2 separate regions of the Gossypium arboreum genome follow, and region 2 is linked to region 1. A link is a contact called in public Hi-C data. All regions are on one chromosome and are shown on one strand. The core of a region is the stretch at or near the end of the contact, and the rest is flanking DNA. Distances in the headings are between cores, read along the strand shown.

What was found. Hi-C and Micro-C count contacts between places; a contact is called where the count stands out from the background.
Region 2: a Hi-C map of leaf shows a contact between it and region 1, with 2.6 times the contacts expected there. The contact joins the promoter of LOC108479666 here to the promoter of LOC108479504 in region 1. A contact is called at or near these places in 3 of 5 Hi-C or Micro-C datasets (all in leaf).

Annotation. Positions count from the first base shown.
Region 1 is chr12:108,594,662-108,597,361 of ASM2569848v2, reverse strand. It overlaps LOC108479504 (chlorophyll a-b binding protein P4, chloroplastic), which reads right to left and starts at 1,260. Exons shown (of 2, transcript XM_017782154.2): 1 at 932-1,260; 2 at 1-542. The coding sequence starts at 1,137. LOC128285191 (a long non-coding RNA gene) reads right to left here. Exons shown (of 3, transcript XR_008275631.1): 3 at 2,196-2,700.
Region 2 is chr12:108,857,050-108,859,749 of ASM2569848v2, reverse strand. LOC108479666 (putative pentatricopeptide repeat-containing protein At1g74400) reads left to right here and starts at 1,441. Exons shown (of 1, transcript XM_017782386.2): 1 at 1,441-2,700. The coding sequence starts at 1,441. LOC108479665 (pentatricopeptide repeat-containing protein At5g66520-like) reads right to left here and starts at 1,273. Exons shown (of 1, transcript XM_017782385.2): 1 at 1-1,273. The coding sequence starts at 1,273.

The sequences.
Region 1 (2,700 bases), core at 11-2,510:
TGATTGTGTTGATGATGGTGTTGTGCCATGGATCAGAGAGGTGCTGCAACAGGTTGTCAAATGGTCCTTTCCCAGTCACATTGTGTTGAATTATGAATCCCAAGAAGGCCAACATTGCCAATCTCCCATTGGCAAGCTCCTTTTCCTTGGCCTCAAGTGTAGGAGCAAAGTTGAGGGGGTTGAAAATGCCACCAGGGTATCCGCACTCGTGTGGGGGCAGGCTGTATTGCTTGAAGATGGGATCTTGGTTCACACATCCTGGGTTCTTGATGTCTTGCCACCGTCTGATCTCGACGTAGTGGAACAATATGAACTCGATCACAAATAGGGTGGAGGAGGATGCGAAGTATTCGGATTTTCCAGCATCGTACCATTGGGGAGCATTGATCAGCCCAATCTTGGTGAATACTTCAGGCAAAAGCATCCCTGCAACACCCAACATTGCCCAGCGGCCATTCACCAGCTCTGCTTGCACGAACCATCTCAAGTTCTCCGGATCCTCCGCCAATCCAAGAGGGTCGAATCCATTGTCACCTGGAAGACTGCATTTCCATAATGTTATAACCAATGTTAAGAATCAAACCGAACTAGCTAAATCATTGGTTGTCAGATTGATTCACAATAATTGATTCTATTTTCGCTTATACACTACTGGTCAAAGTTTAATTCCTAATTCAACTCTAACCACCACCTCCTTTGGTTTAATCTACTGCTGATAGCTGATTATGTATATTTCCTTTAAATACCAATGAATAAAATAATCAGTGTGACCCACCAAATAGCTAATTGAGACATTAGATATTGCTTCAAAACAAGAGTTTTCATATGTTAAAAAAATAATCTATATTTTGGTGCAAATGCCATTGTCTGAGATACTGAATTAGTATCTTCACTTTATTTTGTATCAAATAGTATAACTAAAAGAATGTACCTTCCAGTGAGGTAAGCCGGTGAAGGTAAACCAGGCAACCACTCCCCTTTCTTGGCTTCAACTTTGAATGAGCTGATTGATGAAGATGACATTGGTTTGAAGCAAACTTGCCGGTTTAACTTACCGGAATTCCCGGTAAGAAACCTAGTTTTCGATGTGCATGGGCGGAAAACGGCAGCTGAGGCTTGTGTAGTGACGGCAGACATGATTTCCGGGAGAAAGAAAGGATGGGTAAGGGAAAGTAAATGTTTTAGTGCATGGCTTAAGCCTTAGCTTTGTACTATGATATTGCCATTCATGTGTGGTTGTCAGTAAAGGTTGGATTTGATTGTTTGATTTCGTTGAATCCAACGGTTGAGATAAACTAAGATTTATCCCTTTATCTATAATCCCTTTCTTTGTTGTTATTGGCTGAGAAATGATAATCTGGGACCAATTATACATTACTTACATATCTGCCACGCTCGTCTTTTACATCCAATCATTGCTTGACATGTGTTTATGGGACGCAAAAGATGTTATCCATGGGATTTTGGTCTCATCTATAATCCATTCTGTTTTTAAATGTAATTCTTCTTTTTATCTTATGTATTGTAAGCTTCTACATGACGAATAGCCTTCAATTACAATGAATTTAATCTTTCAATATAATAAGATTATGTGAATTTAATATTACTGGCTACTATGTTACATTATCTTTCCCTTTATATTTTTATTTTTATTTTATGAGAAATTATATAATGTTAAAATAAATTTATGAATTATAATTATAATAATTCATTAAAGAAATATAATAATTTTAATTTTAAAATATGACATCTACTATTTCACCATTTTTATTTTTATTTAGACTTAAATTTTATTTGAAAAAAATGATTAAATTAATTAATATGATAAAATAAAGGGAATAAGTCGACATCTTGACACTATTTAGGAATGTGAGATTATAAGATGCTCAAAATGTTAAGAATCCAAATTGACTTAATGTTATTCCAAAATATAACATTATAAACCATAATGTACTATTCAACTGACTAAGGCTCCATTTGTTTGGCAGTAAAATATTTTTCGAAAAATGATTTCTGAAAAATGATTTACTTTTCTAGAAATGATTTACTTTTCTGGCGTTTGGATGAATCTATGTAAAATATTTTCTGTTGTTTGGTAAATTTCCTAAAAATATTTTCCGGAAAATTGTTTTACATATATTACAATCATTTATTTATAAATAAATAAATCAAATTTAATATATAATAATACTCAATTATTAAGCTAAAATATTAACCGTCATAAATTAAAAACAACCAAAGTCTATTTACACTTTTTCAGATAAACCACAATTAATATTACAAATTTTGATACCTGATCATAATTTTTGGACTAAAGTTCATACCAGACAATAATATACAAATAAAGTTCATACCAGACAATAATATACAAAGAAGGAAAGAATTAACAAGTTCTTGGACTAAATTTCAATTGTTTTTTGATTAATAGCTTTATATCTTCATTTCTCTTTCTCTAAAAAATCAGCATCCAAGAACCTTGAAACAAATACCCAAAGCTTATAAATGTCTTCAAGACTAGTAAGGAACCCAATTGTAGCAGTAACATCTATCCCAGGCTGAAACTCATCTTTTTCCTTCATTTATTTATGTTTAACACTGAACCAAATGTGTTGTAAACACCCAATGCACAACGAAATATTGTTCCTATTAGTCAGTTTTTGCACTAATGCAGGATCAATCCTTTCCCCTTTCCAATCAAAT
Region 2 (2,700 bases), core at 192-2,691, 260 kb before region 1:
TTAAAGGCATGGTTTCAATAAGATTCAATGCTTCATCAAAGAAACCAGCACGGCTGAACAGATCAATCATACAGCAATAGTGCTCAATCCTGGGCTTAATTCTCCAATGTGTAGTCATTTGAGTAAAATAATGCTGACCCTCCTTGACAAATCCGGCATGACTACAAGCAAAGAGAACTCCAATGTAGGTTATTTCATCAGGCTTGACTTCTCTCTCCCCTAAGCTTAGCATACATTCAAACACAGTAATAGCTTCTTGCGCAAAACCGTGTTTTGCTAATCCCGTGATCATGCTTGTCCAAGAAACCGTACTTCTTTCTGGCATGCATCGAAGTACTTCGTAAGCTTCCTCAATCAAAGCACAACTAGCATACATGTGAATAAGTGCATTGTTCAAAGACACCAACAGTTGTTGGTTTCGAAATTGAGACGTCTTTTTTATGTAGGAGTGAATCCATTTCCCCATTTCCAAATCACCCAATTCAGCACAAGCTGATAATGCCGCCACCAACGCTACCTGATCCAGTTCCACACGTGCTCTCCTCATCTGTTTAAAAAAAGACAAAGCTTGCTTACACTTCCCATTCCTAGCAAACCCGGTAATCATTGTTGTCCACGACACCACATTCTTATCCGGTATCTCATCAAAAACTCTCCTCGCCGTATCAACGTCCCCACACCTAATATACCCAGCTAACAACGAATTCCAACTCACAGCATTTCTCTCCGCCATTTCATCAAACAGTTTACGCGCATGTACGATGCCATCGCCGACCCCAACCATTCCATATAAATTAATCAAATTTGTTCTCACAAACACATTGGAGAAATACCCATCAACCAAAACTCTCCCATGAATCTGTTCCCCTTCTCTCAACATCCCCGACCTCGTGCAAGCACTCAAAACATACGAATAAGTAAACCCATCAGGAATTGCCCCCAATGCAACCATCTGCTTGTACAATTCAAGTGATCTTTCAGGGATTTCAGTTCTTGAACACCCTCTGATGACCTGGTTCCAGACTGTAGTACTTGGTTTTTCGATAGATCGAAATAGTTTAAACGCCTGTAGGAGATTACTAGAAGTAGCATAGAATGAAAGAAGGTGAACTAGGATGTAATTTTTCTGGGAAAAACCGTTGATGATGATCTGGGTGTGGACTTGGGTAAGTTTTTGTTTTGTGATCTTAGGGTTTTGAAGAAGGGAAATGAGGTGTTGCTGTAGAGCTCTGGAGTTGGGTGGATTGGCGAGAATGGCTTCTTTAACTAACATTTGAAAGACAAAAGTTAAACGAGACACAAATGTAAGTGGCGCTGGTATGGATATTACAAATAAATATTAGCCATCAAAACGCAAGGGGGCCAAAATGAACTCCAGTGCTCCTTAGATTCTTTATGAAAGTTACCAACTGAACACGGGTTCAGTTGTATTTCACTTTGATGATGAAAATCTTTAAGAGGGTTTATTTAATCCGAACGAAACTGTACAAGTTTTCTGCAAGTGCCCATCAATCCAAATCCCATCTTCACTCAAACCTTAAACCACCCAAAGCAAACCGAACCCTTAAAACATACCTCACCTCCAATTGCAACGCCAAAGCCATCCTCTTCTTTAGACAATTATTACGATACAATCCTTCGTCTATTGACAGCTTCTCTTTCTTATTTGTCATACAAGCTTGCACCAAAACCCCTTTCTCTCTTGAAGGCCAACAATTACATGCCAACCTAATAAAATTTGGGTTTCACTCTGTCATTCACCTCCAAACCTCACTTTTAAACTTTTACTCCGCATTAGGGAATCTTCTTTATGCGCATCGCGTGTTTGATGAAATTCTCAGCAAGAATACAATTTCCTGGACAGCCTTGATTTCGGCTTATGTTGTCAACCAGAAGCCCCAAAAAGCTGTAGAGTTGTTTCGGAAGATGCAAATGCTTGATGTGGAACCTGACCAAGTGACACTGACGGTTGCTCTCTCTGCCTGTGCTCACCTTGGTGCACTAGAGATGGGAGAGTGGATTCACGCATTCGTTCGGCGAAAACCAGAGCTCATGGCAGACGCGGGCCTTAATAACGCTCTCATTAACATGTATGCGAAATGTGGTGATATACAAACGGCAAGGAAATTGTTTGATAGCTTAGGAGAAAAGGACGTGACAACCTGGACTTCCATGATCGTGGGACATGCATTGCATGGACAAGCAAATGAAGCTCTTGAGCTTTTTGGTGAAATGGAAGAAATAAAATGGAAGAATAGCAAGAATAAGGAAGAGGGTAATCGTGGAAGTTCAACGATTCTTCCCAACGACGTTACTTTTATTGGGGTTTTGATGGCTTGTAGCCATGGAGGAATGATTGAAGAAGGAAAGAAATATTACCAACGTATGGTTCATTATTACGGTTTGAAGCCTAGAGAGGTTCATTTTGGTTGCATGGTTGATCTTTTTTGCCGAGCTGGGCTGCTAAAAGAAGTTTATAATTTCATCATTGAGATGCCTGGTCAAGCTAATGCAGTGATATGGAGGACATTGTTAGGAGCTTGTAATATCAATGGAGAAATTGAGCTTGGTGAAAAAGTTAAGCTCCAGTTGCAGGAGTTGGAGCCTGGATATGTTGGGGACAGTGTTGCAATGTCGAATATCTATGCTGCCAAAGGGATGTGGGATAAGAAAGTGGAAGTTAGGGATCAGATAAAGCAG